Regions from separate parts of the Mus musculus genome. Here region 1 is linked to region 2. The links are chromatin contacts, called in public ChIA-PET maps. All regions are on one chromosome and are shown on one strand. Each heading gives the region's core, a stretch centred on a gene start, on an enhancer-like site or on the middle of the called end of the contact. The rest is flanking DNA. Distances are from core to core; before and after follow the strand shown. Region 1 overlaps Ggta1 (glycoprotein galactosyltransferase alpha 1, 3). Region 2 holds the start of Rab14 (RAB14, member RAS oncogene family).

Region 1 (7,124 bases), core at 4,032-6,531, 220 kb before region 2:
CACATCCTAGGAGGTTTGGTTTCTTTGGCAAGTGCTTTCTTCCCTGCCTGTCTCCTGCTCTCCAAGGCAACGATAATGGCTTTTCCAGGGAACCTTGTGTGTCCAGCTGAGGTTCACCTTTCACCCTGATTGAAATGGAGAAAACAGCAGCGCCCAGTGTCTGCCTCAGAGAGGGATTGTTTGGAAGGAATGTTTCCATCTGGCTAGTGGGTCTCTGAGGTTCTCCTGAGGGGTGTTCATTGAGCCATGAAGTGGATCCAGGAAGGTGGAGGCTTGCCTTATGAGATGCCACTAACACTGGTGTGTCCCAGGAGGAGGGACACAGGTGCTAATCTGTCAAAGCTCTGCAGGGTTGACTCTGGGAGTGGCCAGAGGAGCAAGTGAGAAGTGACAAGAACATTGGGTCACAGGGTCTCAGAGTTTACAGGAGGGCTCCAGCCACCACTGTCTATCTGTCTGTCTGTCTGTCTGTCTCTCTGTTTTGATGTATTTTATTTTGTTTTTTGTTTTTTTAAAAGACTGGATTTCTCTGGCTGTTCTGGAACTAGCTCTGTAGACTAGGATGGCCTTGAACTCAAAGATCCACCTGCCTTTCTGAGTGCTGAGATTAAAGGTGCAGGCCACCACACCTTGCCCTCTTTCTTTTAAAGTGTAACTCCTATTTTTATTTTATTCCCAGATTTTTTTTTTTTTTACAAATTATAGGAGAGACAACACATTCACTTTTAAAAGAGATAAACATACTTATTAGAGAGCTTGATCTCAGATTGACCCATACGAAATGTTCGTGTTTTATAAACGCAACCATCTAACATATGAGATGCCTTTTTATTTTTCCTCTTTCAAAAATTATTGTAGTAAGCTCACTGGGCTCTCTAAAACTATAAGGACGTACTGTATAAGTCTTCTGTAAAGCCATGCAGTTAACAGGTGAGACATGAGAGCAGGTGTTTATATAGTAGCAAGCAGAACAGCGTAGGTGAAGGTCCATCTGAAGCCACTTCTTCACAGGGGCTTTAGTGGAGGTCGTGGGGCAGCATCAGTGTCTAAATCATGCTGGGGGTATTTGGTCCTTCAAGGTGGCCTCTACAATATTCTGAATGGCAAACTTAATGGCCTCTAGTGAGCATATGCCAGGCACAGTTTGTGCAGGCCCTCGGCCCGCTTTGGTGGAACCATTATTTGGTTCTTTGTTTCTTGCTCCTCCTCCTCCTTCTCCTCCCCCTCCCCCTCTTCCTTCTCCTCTTCTTCCTCCTCCTCCTGATGATGATTGTCATCTTGGAGCCAAGATCTGAAAGAAGCCAAACTCATTTCTTACCTGATAGGCAAGATGGTCATCCACCAATCTTCAGAACTGCAGTTTGAAAATTCTGAGGACACACAGAACTTTTAGGCCATGCTGGCTGCAAATGTCTCATATTGGATCAGCGAGAAAATCAAAATGGTTTTAAAAGACCAATTGGCCATGCTGACAGCCCTTGCTTCCCTGGGAACTTGGGGTCTAGATCCTAGGAACATGTTGTGCCTGTTTCTTTTTTGTTTTGTTTTGTTTTAAAGATTTATTTATTTATTTTTATGTATACAAGTACACTGTAGCTGTCTTCAGACACACCAGAAGAGGGTGTTGGATCTTATTGTAGATGGTTGTAAGACACCATGTGGTTGCTGGGAATTGAACTCAGGACCTTCGGAAGAGCAGTCAGTGCTCTTAACCACTGAGCCATCTCTCCATCCCGCTGTGTCCATTTCTAACACTTAGCTCTGACAGCTTTCAGTTAGCCACAGCCAAAGGGCATGTGGTTCCAAACCATTAGTGAAGCCCAGGAAGAAATCAACCTTGGGAGTCAGTTCTGATATGAATTCCTGAAATCTACAAAAGTCACACACACACACACACACACACACACACACACACACACACACACACCCCTACCAGGCTGCTGAGGGTGGGGATCAGGAGTACCAGCCTGGACTGCCTCTGGTGGCACGGGTGACTCTGTTTCTCTGTGTCCTGCTCCTTCTACTAGGAAGAGGCTTTGGATTTGATCCTAGGTAAGTGGGGTTGGCACGGCTGAGCCTGGAGGCCTGGGCTTGCCCTTATCTCCCAGCAAGCCCAGGATGTCTTTAGACTTGATCAGAGAAATGAAAGTTCATCTCTCTTGGCAGCAGCTCTAGCTCAGGCTGGGCTAGAGTAGGTGGCGAGGCCTTGAATGTCCCCCGTTCTCATCCATTTGCAGCACTCCAGAACTTTCTCCAAGTGTTCTGAGCACTTTCTAAGGACCAGTCCTCGTTTTCAGCAGATCCTCCCAGCAGCGTCTTTTATGAACATCAGTAACGAAGGCTAACATTTTGGAAAAGCATGTATCCTGTTATGGCATGGCTCTGAAATCACTGCTCTCCCCCTCCCCCCTCCCTCTCTGTCTCTCCCTCTCTTCTGCCCTCCCTTCTTCTATCTCTCCTCTCCCTTTCTTTCTCCCTCCTAAGGCAGTCTCACTATGTAAGCCTGGCTGATCTGGCAGCATAGTTTTGTTTCTTGAGATTTGGGATTAAAGATGTGCACGAATGTGTGTGCGTGTGCGTGTACATGTGCTTGTGTGGGGGTGGTGATTGGTGCTGGCAGCTCATGTACCAGAATGTGCATTTGATGGTCAGAAGACACCACTTAGGAGCCAGTTCTCCCCTTCCATGGTACATTTTGGGTATCAGGCTCAGGCAGCAGACTTCTCAGAAAAGGTTACACGCGGAGCCATCACTCTGGCCCTTGTTTGTTATTTGAGATAGTCTTGCTGTGTATAGCCCAGGCTGTCCTCAAATTTGCACCCCTCCATCACTAGTCTTATCCCCATTGTCAAAACAAGAAAACTAGTTTAATTTGATCTAGCAGAGCCTCCCACTCCCGACCCGGGGTGCCTAATCTGAAGCTCTGGGTTGAATTCAGACTTTGGCGCGCATGAATAGCTTGACATCTGTGGTGTGCATTCTCTGAACCAAGAGACAGAGCACATTAATGCTTATGCATAGAGGTCATGGGGGCGTGCTGCTCTGGCTTGCTCTCCGTGGCTTGCTCAGCCTGCTTTCTTCTGAGTGCCCTACCTAGCCTTGAGGTCTCTGGAGTGCCACTCTAGTGATACTATGAGTTGGAAATTGGGGCGTGCAGAACAGCAGGCAGGGCAGAGGGAGCAGTTAAGATCTACTCAGAGCTCTGGGTGACAAGGCCAGGACCCATTGCCTGTGAGGTATGTGGGCCAGACAGGAGGCCTGGCTCATCTGTGGGCCAAAGGATTGTCCTCTCTGAGCTTTTAGAATCTCAAAGGGCCAGCTGGTCTTGAGGAACGGTTTCTCCTCAGACAGGAGAGTGCTGAAAAGGATCAAAATGTCGTGACAAAACTTCCTAATATAGGAACAGCAACATGAGGTGTACACTACAATTGTCCTCTCTCTTTGGCCATTAGAATTGTCTGTGACTCCCCCAGTAATGCCAGGGTTCTGGTACTCCACCCCCACCCCTCAACAGGTGAATAAGGTTCTTTGAACTCAGATCCAGTTCTTCTTTACCCCAAAGGCTCTGACATCTGCCAATCTCCCCTCAGGCCACTGAGAGCTCTGTGCATCCTGTATTAAAGCTTTAGCTCACAGTGACACACCTAATCCAACAAGGCCACACCTCCTCCAGCAAGGCCATACCTCCTAATAGTGCCACTCCCTGGGCTAAGCATATACAAACCATTGCATTCCATTCCCTGGTCCCCATAGGCTTGTTCAAACACATGAGTCTAAGGGAGTCATACCTAGTCATAGCATAATGCAAAATACATTTAGTCCAACTTCTAAGTCCCCATAATCTGTAGCAGTCTCAACAATGTTAAAAGTCCAAAGTTCAAAGTCTCTTTTGAGAATCACCCAATCACTTAACTATAATCCCCAAAGCAAAACAGGAAACCAGCTAGGCAAACTCCAAACTCTGTGCCTCCATGTTTGATATCAAAGCAGTCTTCAGATCTCCAACTTCTTTTTCATCTTTGTTGACTGCACCAAACTTCTTTCTCCTGGGCTGGTTCCACTCCCTGTAAGCAGCTTTCTTCAGCAGGTATCCCACAGTTCCGGCATCTTTAAGATCTTGATGTACCCAAGTCAACTTCAGCTTCACAGCTTCTTGTTTCAATGTCTGGGATCCACACCTGATCTTCTGGGATCCTCCAAAGGGCTTGGGTCACTTCTCCATCTCTGCCCTCTGTAGTACTCTAGGCTCTAGTTGACTCCACTCCACTGCTGCTGCTGTTCTTGGTGATCATCCTATGGTACTGGCAAGTAGGTGAAAGAAGAAGAGTGAATATTCCTTCTCCCAATGTCCTTATGTAGGCCTCCAGCAGAAGGTGTGGCTCAGATTAAAGGTGTCTACCACCATGCCTGGATCTAAAACTTGCTTTGTTCCAGGCTGACTTTGAACTCAAGAGATCTGCTTACCCCAGTCTCCTGGAATTAAAGGCCTGTACTACATTTGCCTGGACCTAAGATTTTCATGATCACTATGCTTCAAGATCTCCATGTCAACAAGATCTCCATGTCAAGATCCAAGTCAGAAACAAGTCTTCCATCCTCAAGATCTGGATCACAGGTGTGCCCTTCTGTTTCTGGATTATAGTTCATCCCAGATGTAGTCAAGTTGACCACTAGGAATAGCCATCACAAGCCCGTTGTGGAGGCTGCCCCCTGCCCCCCGCCCCGCGCGCCCCTGAGGCTCTCACCCCTTTCTTGTGGCAGCTCTTGTCTTCATCTCCAGTGTACAACTGTCATTCCCACTCTGCATCTTGCCTTCCTGAACAATCACCGTCCCAAAGTTCTTCTCAGTCTTTTGTTATCCTCTTCCCTTTCTTTCACAATCTTATGCAGAATTTAAAAAATACCTGACTCCTTCAGTAGTTCCAGTTGTTTGCTGGCTTGTGGGGGGTGTAGTGGGGTGAACCAGGTGGGGCTGAAAAGTGGGTGCAGGCTTAGATTATAGCCATTAGAGCAAGTCTTCAGTGTTCCAGCAACAACAGTTTTTGAATGGGAGCCTCAGAGGTAACTAGAATTCTACGGAACATCTTAGAGCTACTTCCTCTCTTTCCAATGCCCACATGGATGGGCTTCAGCATCCTTTCAGATCATGAAGCCTCATTAACTGTGCTGGCCTAATTGGCCATGACTAGTTTGTGTGCTTGAGGGATAGGGGGAGGGGAGACACTTGTCGCTGAGTGAGTTACAAATGTATCCTGTTAGGAAGGATGTGGGCAGATGCCTTTCATTATCTTTACTGCATCAAACATTTTATGGGTATGAGTGTTTTGCCTGCAAGTATGTATATGTACCACTTGTATATGTGGACCCCATGGAGGCCAGAAGAGCATCAGGTCCTGTGAAACCAGAGTTATGGACACCTGTGAGCTGCAAATGTGGATGCTGGGAACTGAATCGAGCAGGTGTTTCATTGAGGTGTTTCAACCACACAGCTGTTTCTCCAGCCCCAGAAGCCATCTCTCATTCCAGATTTAGTTTATTTAATCTATTTCCCCCTCTTTTTTTCTCCCTGCCTCTACAGGAGAAAATAATGAATGTCAAGGGAAAAGTAATCCTGTTGATGCTGATTGTCTCAACCGTGGTTGTCGTGTTTTGGGAATATGTCAACAGGTAATTATGAAGCCAGCTAGAAAGGCTGCTTTCATTCCCTGTGACTGGTGCCAGCTGAGTGACCAATCAGTCTGAACATAAGGGACGGAGCCGTGAGCAGGAGTCCAGTCTTCCTGTGTTCCTGAGCCCCAGATGGCCATTAAAACTGTAGACCATCCAAGTCACTTCTGCCTTAGTAATTATCCTCTTTCATGCCGTGCTCCTCAAACCTCGAATTTCTGTAAGCTAGATGGAGAGAGAAAGTACATTAAGCCAAAACCACCATCTCAAGTAATTTGTATAAGCAGATCCCAGAAGATTCAGGCCAGGCAGGGTAGTGCATGTATGGAGTCCTTGTGCTTGCAAGGCAGAGGCAGGAGCATCATACAAATGGAAGACCAAGCTTGTCTTCATAGTGACTTCCAGGCCAGCTGTAGCCTTACAAGGAGACCCTGACTCTAAAAATAAAGGGGCTGGAAAGGTGGCTCAGCAGCTAAGAGCACTGGCTGCTCTGTCAGAGGGCCTGGGATTGACTCCCAGCACCCACATGCCTTGGTGGCTCACAAACTCCTGTGTCCAGTGTCAGGACTCCTTCATTGTTTTCTGGCCTCCCTGGGCACCAGAAACACAAATGGAGCATATCCATCCACACAGGCAAAATACACATACTCATAAACTCGAAAAATAAAGAAAGGAAAAAAAGATAAACAAATGATCCAGGTAGGACTTCCACAAGAAACCAGCTCTGAGTCCCGCAGTCCTAAAATATTTGCAGGATGAAAGGGACCATCCAAGTTGCTGGGATTTGCTGCAAAAAAATACCAAGTTTTACCAGTGATTCGTTCGTGAGTGGCTGAAAGCCTCTTCCGCCCTCCCTTGGAAAGAAGGGTGAATGAAATGTTTCTAGGTTGTCAAATGCATCTGTGAATTAAAATCTATCAGCTGCCTTTGCTCCTGGAAGCTCTGCTGTTTGAGGCCTCAGGGGGAGATATGTCTCCATCAAAAAGTCCCTGCAGGCTCCTAAGAAGGAGCACTGCCTGAGCTCAGTTCCACTTCAGCTGGTCCAGAGTTTTCTCAGAAGAATACATTTTTTTTTTAAAGGTGAAGTGTTTAGTGGCCCGAGAGTTCTTTAATCTAGATTGTCAGCCATCTGATTTATCTCTTTCAGACTCTTGAGTTTTAAAATCAGATGAGCCAGCAGAACTCTTGGGGCTACAAAAAGAAAACTGTATCTTTAGGTCCAGGAGTAGGAGGGGCAACCTTCCAGTCGGAATGAGCAAGATAAGAGTTTCAAAGTGTAGCAAACATGTAACCACTTCTGGGATGTTCTGTTGTTTCATTCTGAATAGCCACTTTTGAGAAAAGGCCTGACAAGATAGGGTGTGACCAACTTAAAAGGTCTGGAGAGTAGGCCATTTGAATTGAGGAAGCTAGTTCAAGTTAAGAGATGATTCACTAATTGGATATGGCTACCCTTA
Region 2 (7,387 bases), core at 4,259-6,758:
GCATTGACATACTGCATACAATTCAGATTACAAATTGTGCAAATTCTGGTACCTTCTAAGGCATTAGGGCAGCAATAGTTTAACATCTGATTCTGGATTGGTGTCAACTCCAATACTACCAGACAAAAATGGATGAAGAGGGAAGCCTGGGAGAGAAGAAAAGAGAGTGAGAGGAAGGAGGAAGGGAGAGGGGAGAAAAAATGATCTGCAGTCCAATATAAGTTTATGGACCAAAAATCCAAAACATATGAGGAAAACTAGCCAACAAAATTAAGATTGTAAAACTAATAATAAAAAAAGTATTATTTTGGTTTAATAAGCACGGTAGATCTGAAAATGACTCTAATTTTTTTATGTTCTGAAATAAGATAAAGAATAAAATAATATTTTTTTTAGAAAAGAAAATATATAAAGTACATAAAGAACAGTGAGACAAGACCAGGTGGTCATGGCAATGATTCAGTACTGAGGGGGTCCGCAATGCCTCCCCTGGGAGCTGGTGACCCCCGAGTAGCTGCTGTATTGTCCAGATGACTGCCGGTCCCAGTGTTTTGGCCTCAGCTTTCTGATAACACCCCATTGAGGGACTGGGAAGTGAGGGAGGAGAGCTGAAAGCAGTTTAAATTGTTCTCCCTCCATACTTTGCTCTCCCCCTCCACAAGCCCCTGCTAGGCTGACTCCCTCCCTCCACCAGTGCAGGCAGCAATTGGGCAGAATGGATCAGTTAAATCTGCTGCCTGAACTGATATCCAGTCTCCCCTTGCTACAGGCATACTTGGTCTTCCTTGATGAATTAGAGCTCCTCTCAACTCTAGAAGGGGATATGAGACTCTATGCAGAGAGTGGAAGGAGAGCCCCTCCCCACTGCATTTTCCATGGAGACCGATGTCCCTGTCATCTCTCCAGCCCATCTTTCCACTGAGTAGTGCTGAGGGTATGTGTCTGTGCGTAGCATCTATGAATGGGGGAAAGGATTGAAAAGCAGTGGAGTGGAGGTGGGAGCTTCCTGGAACAAGATCCACACCTTGAATAATAGGTGTTCAAATCCCTTGCTAGAAGGTCCATAGTTCCAGCCACTCATGGCCCTTTGCATGTAAAATATGGACTCTTTGGAGACTTTTGTTTTTAGGTTGGCCACAGGAGGAGTTCAAAGACAACAGAAAAGATGCTTCCCGATGTCTATTACATAAGTGAGTCACCTTTTTAAAGAGCTGCATAATATTCTACAATGCGGATGTGCTGTAAGTTACTGTAACAGCTATCTATTTTCGTCTCTAGTCCTTTGCTATTACAGTGCCCCTATAAATATTGTGTGTATATCTTCCAACATACAAACAGTGTTTTAATAGAGTTAGCTGGAAGTGCTGACAGATGTTCAGCAAGACAGCTCTTAATGATACAGCATTCAGTTACATTGGGCTTAACTTTAGAAATTCTAGGATCGGTTACAGAAATAACTTTATAATGATTAATGATTATAACTATATAATAACTTTATAATTTCCTTGCTTAGCATGAGTGGCAGTCTTCATTTGCAACAATGTTTCTGTTCAATACTACTTCAAAATGATCCAGTAAGCTGCAGTCCAGATCTCCAAGTGCAGCTAAGGAAGAGTAGCAGGGTAGAGCTCAGAGCAGGAACTCTGGAGTCCTGTCCTGCCAGGCTCCTGACTCAGCACTGCCAATTTTTACCTATAGGACAACTTTTACCTTTAGGCCTATATGACATTACTCCTTTTCATCTGTAAAATGGATGGATACAGTGATGAATTCATAGAGTTGTCTTAGAATGGGACCAGAGAGATGGCTCAAAGGTTAAGAGCATGTATTCTTGCAGAAGACCTATTCCATTCCCAGAATGTACATAGTGGCTTGTAACCATCTATAACTCCAACCATTCCAGGGAGTCTGGTGCCTCTTACTTCTGTGGACACCAGGCATGCGCACGGTGCATAGGCATACAGGCAAATCATTCATACACTTACAATTAAAAATTAAAAAGGCTTATAGAAACTAGGTAAGAAAATGACTTTTGGATAGTTCTTGGTGTGTAATAATTGTTCAGTAACACCAGAAGGTTTCACTTCAGGTAACAAACAGACAGAAACTTTCTGGTTAGGTACAAATTCATCCCTGAGCAAACAGTGACAACTGATGCTCAGTTTTCTCCTTTAGTTACCAAGACAGTATCAAAGCAAAAAAAAAATTTTTATTCTTTGCCATGTTTAAGAAGGAATTCACATCCTGGTACATACAAGTGTTCTACAACTGCCTAGAAATTTCCTTGATTTAAAAAATGTCAAAATATGTACATAAGTATAAAAAAATGTATAAATGTCTTAGTCATTGCCAGTTGCTGTGAAGAGACCTCAGGACCAAGGCAACTTGTAGAAAAGGAAGCATTTAATTGAGGTTTCCTTACAGTTTTAGAGGCTTAGTCTATTATCATCACGGCAGGGAATATGGTGGCATCTAGGCATGTGTGAGAGCAGTACCTGAGAGCTGCATCTCACTCCTTAGGCACAGAGAGGGGTGGGGGACTGGGCTAACATTTTGAAATCTCAAAATGCACCCCTAGTGAGTGACACACTTCTTCCACAAGGTTCCAACAGGGCCACAGCTCTTAATCCCTTTAAACAGTTCACTCCCTGGTGACTCAGCATTCAAATCTATGAGCCTGTGGGAGCCATTCTTACTCAAACCACTACTTTTCACTCCCTGCCCCCATAGGTTTGTAGCCATGTCATAATGCAAAAATACATTCAGTCCAATTTCAAAAGTCCCTGTAGTATATAACAGTATCAACACTGTTTAAAAGTCCAAAGTCTCTACTGAGACTGATGGCCATCTCTTAACTGTAATCTCCTGAAAAATCAAAAATAAAAAGCAGGTCACATACTTCCAATATACGATGGCACAGAAGATACCATTCCCAGAAGAGAAAAGGAAGCATAGTGAAGACATACTGGACCAAAGCAAGACTGAAAATCAGCAGGGCAAACTCTAAATTCTGCATCAGATGTGTGATATCAAAGCGCTCTCCACATCTCCAACCCCCTTTAGCTTTGTTGGCTGAAACAGACTTCTTTCTTGGGATGGTTCCACATTTAGTCGGCAGCTTTCCTTGTCAGCTCTCCTACAACTCTGGCATCGCAAACATCTTGGGGTCTCCAAGGCAATCCAGGCTTCACCTTCACAGATCCATGCAGTGGTCTTTCTAGATCTCCATGTAGAGGACAACGCTGACTCATTCCTGGCTTCAGTGGCTTTCCTTAGCCATGGAGAGAGATTCCACAGTCCATATCTGGTATCCTTGACTCTAAAGTCAGAACCATGTGCCTGAAGCTGCCATGATCTTCTCTTTGCTGGGGCTGGAACATGGCCCCTTGTTCAAATACATTTTCACCACCTTTCTGCTTTCTATGGTTTCTTTAATTGCTTAAAAATTTCCTTAATCCCTTTTGACAAACTGGCAGCTTAGTTGAGTGGGGTCCTCCCCTGAGGCCACCACTGCCTTTATTCCATTTAGCATCAGGCTTTTCTTTTAAACTTTTTCCAGAGCCCAAGACTCTTAGCTCCATTATACTTTCTAGTGCTATAACTGTGCATTCTGTATTTCTCTCTGCCCAACTTGCTTCTTTTCATTGTAGATCTAAATAAAAGTGACCACTAGTGACACAGTCAACACTAGGCTATCTTGAAATCTCCTCTTCCAAGGCCATTAATTCATTAATTCTTCAATTTATCCTCCAGGAATTTTTAGGACAAAGTGGCCATATTCTTTGTCAAAATATCACAAGGATGGCCTCTAGGCCACTCATTATTCCCCTCTGAAATATCTTGAGTAGGTTCCTATTCAAATTGCCCTCGGCACTGTCTTCCATGTTCCTACCAGGATGGCATATTAAGCCCCACTTAAAATCTCCAATGCTTTTTCTAGTCCAAAGTCCCAGTTGTTTCCATATTCCTCCAACAAATGGAATGGTCATGACTGTCACACAACACCCCAGTCCATGGCACCAATTTCTATCTTATATATGTCATATGGGGCCCATTCTTATTTAAACCACCACAATGAATTAAACCACTGACCTCCAGGACTGGAAGAGAGTACCTTATGCTTATCAAATAATAATAGTCCCCATTCAAGGTATTATATGCCAGGAATTTTGTATGCATTGTCTATTTAATTTTAACAAGAAAGATAGGAATTAGATATCACATCCTTACTTTGGAGAAAAGTCTGAGGACCTGAGAAAGTAAATGACATGTATAAAACTGTTGTCTGTATCATGTATTTATCAAAACAAGAGATTTTCAAACTGCTATGTATTTTTCTAATGACATCTCACTTTCCTAAGGCAGAACCAGTTTACAACGAAAGGTTTTAAACGCTTAGAATTGCGACTTTTCTTTGGGGGTTCTGGAAAGGGCCATTTTATCCACTAGGCATGGTAGGGATAATGGTTACAGTCCATAGTCCCTTCAGAGACACACAAGATATGTACCAAATCCTTTAAAATCATGGGGGGAAACCTGGGTGTGATGGTGCATGTCTTTAACCATAACACGGGAATACAGAGACTGGCAAATCTCTGCAAGTTAGAGGCCACCCTGATTCACATAGTGAGTTCCAGGGGAACCAGAAGTACATACTGAAATCCTGTATTGAACCCCACTCCACTCCTCAAAAAAAATCAGGAGAAAAAAGGTCAACTTCTATGCTGAAAAAAAAAATTGCTTTGCTTTGCGTTATTAACATATCCATCCTTGTGGCAATGTAATTGTAAAATATAAATTAAACGTAAATGTAAGATAAATAACGTAAATGTCAAATAAATAATAAGATAAAAAAAGGAAATGTAAGATAAACGTAAATGTAAGATAAGTAAATCCACATCCAGGTTCTACAAGGCAAAAAGACGAAAGACCAAGAAAGTGAAACTGTTGCTTTCACCAAGGTGTCTTGGGAAGGTGGGAGTGGGAAGTGTCTTGGGAAGGTGGGAGTAAAAATGTCAAGTTTCCCTCTTCCTGTTGCTGGTGTCCGCAAAGCAAGGTTAAGCTAGACAAAGATGAAACACAAGAAAGGGCCACCTCCTAGCTACATGATTATACAAATGGGTTGGTCAATGTGAACCACCCTTTTGCCTCTGATGGCACGAGAAGCGTCTCTGGGTGTTGGCCAGCCTTGTTCCTACTAGTCTCCAATTGGTCTGTAAATGTTGAATAAATGCAGTAAATACGTGTGTGTTCCAGAAGCCGGTATACAGAGGCGGCCCAGTGATAAGCAGTTACGCGTATTAAAAATAGTTAGGTCTCTAACGGCGACAATTCTGGACAGACACTGTCAACCCTTAGAAAACAGCGTGCGAACCTGCGCAGTAACTCCGCCGGGAGGCGTGGCACACGACTACGCTTGCGCAGGCTCCTTTCCCCGCCTCCTTCAGGCGTGAGGACCAGTGGGGGCGGGCCGAGGCCGAGGCGGGTCTACTCCGGAGGGGCGAACTGACGAAGGGGCGTGGCCGTCAGGTTAGTCTCCACCACCCTCTTCCGGGCTCCGCTGGCTGCGCGCGCATCCTCCCCCCTTCTTTTGTGGTCCGGCCCATTGCGAGGGTGACAGGAAACCCTGTGCAGGGAGCGCCGCCATCTTGGGCCAGCCCGAGGAAGATCCTGAGGGAGCCGCAGGAGCAGCCGCCGCCGCCACCGCGACTGCCACCCGAGTGTCTGCAACCTCCGGCCAGCCCGCCTACCTGCCAGGGCCTCGGCTGACGGATTCCGGCCTCCCTCCCGCCGCGTCCGCCCTCCGCTTCCTCGTCCTGACGTCCCCCTCCCGTCCGGAAAGCTGCCCAGCCACCAGCAACCCCCCAGGTAACCAAGGCCTTCCGCAGGGGCCGCCGGAGCCAGCCTCCCAGCCCGGCCCTTCCAAGGGGCGGAGGCGAGCCGAGAGGTAGGCGGGCGGCGTCCCGGGCTGGGCCCCGCAGGCCGCGGCCAGCCCGGGGGTCGGCGGAGGGCGCCGGCCTGACAGGACTCCGCGGGGCGAGCTGTCGCCCGCGCCGTCCCGGGCGGCTCGCGCTCCCTGCCCGCAGCCGGGCTCCGAGGCGTGCAGGGAGGGTGTGTTCCCACCTCATCCGTCCGACCTGCGGGGCACAGCCGCGGCCTCCGCAGGCCCGAGTCTCGCCGCCTTTGCCCGCGGCTGTAGAACACCCCCGCAGTGTTGCCCCACGCGTGGCGCGCCGGCCTGCCACCCACGAGCCCCCAGCCGTGGCAGTCCCACCCTACAGGGCCTCAACAAAAGGCAGCGCTTCGGCGTCTCGGGCTGGCTCCCGTGTCCTTGTAAGCCACCGCTCTGTCGTCCCGGCTGAGGATTGGGCGTGTGGGACTGTGCGCGAGGTTCTCCGAATCCCTGTAAAGTCCCTGGCCAGCCTGCACTGGTTGGAACCTAGACAGCATCTAGAAAGAACGAAGGGAAAAAGTTTGGGCATCTCGAGAATTTGAGAAAAGACGATGGAACGGGAACGCTAAAACTCCAGTGTGTGCCAGACACGGGTTTAGGTGTCTTCACACATAGCTTGCTTGCTTCGAGTGCCTTTTGAGAGTTTTCCGCATTTTTTTAATAAGGGGCGAGGGACGGACCGAAGCCAGAAGTTGTCCTGTAGCTGAGTAATGATGGAACACAAATGATGGCTTCTCCCTATCCTGGCTGGTATGTTTTGTACTACAGTACATTCCACGAGGGCTGAGATACACAATACTGGATCGGTTCAGAGAGGAGACAACTGAATTCCATTTTCTCTCCATTCACACTGGGTGAGAACTGATAAGACCCAAAATCTATCATGTCAGCTGCTACTCTGGCAAATGCTCCTTGGAGGAGAGGTGGTGGTAGCATGTCCTCCGTATTTGTGAAGAAAGCTATGTTCTTGGTGGCTGCACAGCCAAGTATGGAAATTCTTGGAAAGTTTACTGGTCATGACATGTTGTTTCAATTACCTTTTATGTAAATGTGATTGTTGAGTACAAATTTGACCCATTAATAATGCAGCTTCCTCTTTTCCCTTCCCTGCAGCAGGCGATTATCTCGGGAATTCAGTGTAACTAGGAAATGGCAGAACCCAAGGCACAAAACCTTAGCCTACACGCTTTCGTGCATGGTCAAGTAAAATCGCCCAAACCATACCTACATGTTAGTTACTGAATTGATCCTAACCAAGTTAGCTAACCTCCCAGACTCAGTGTCCTTATAAATTGTGCCCACATTTCAGGGTCATTTTAAGGATTAACTAGAATTAAAGAAAGCTCAGGTTTGACATGCAAGTTGCCTGTAGTTTTGCTAGCCATATAATGGGTGTTTAATATCTGTTGGACAAGTACTGTCGAAGTAGACTCT

What was found. ChIA-PET counts read pairs in DNA pulled down with a chosen protein or histone mark.
Region 1: a contact with region 2 is called in an RNA polymerase II ChIA-PET map of memory CD8 T cells, with 6 read pairs. The contact joins the enhancer-like site here to the promoter of Rab14 in region 2. A contact is called at or near these places in 1 of 39 promoter capture datasets (the C10 cell line), 3 of 115 datasets of contacts at active chromatin or transcription factors (effector CD8 T cells, memory CD8 T cells and microglia) and 3 of 9 other capture datasets (adipose tissue, liver and pancreatic islet).

What each region holds. Positions count from the first base shown.
Region 1 is chr2:35,420,723-35,427,846 of GRCm38.p6, reverse strand. Ggta1 (glycoprotein galactosyltransferase alpha 1, 3) reads left to right here. Exons shown (of 8, transcript NM_001145821.2): 3 at 4,435-4,615; 4 at 5,579-5,667. The coding sequence starts at 4,520. Among named protein-coding and RNA genes, the nearest start is that of 4930402F06Rik, 27 kb to the right of the region's middle. Within about 2 kb of position 5,281, at least 36 of the 459 cell types and tissues checked have an H3K27ac peak or open chromatin away from gene starts, as enhancers often do. A contact at or near this core is called in effector CD8 T cells and memory CD8 T cells, where this site is marked.
Region 2 is chr2:35,199,241-35,206,627 of GRCm38.p6, reverse strand. It overlaps Rab14 (RAB14, member RAS oncogene family), which reads left to right and starts at 5,508. Exons shown (of 8, transcript NM_026697.4): 1 at 5,508-5,868.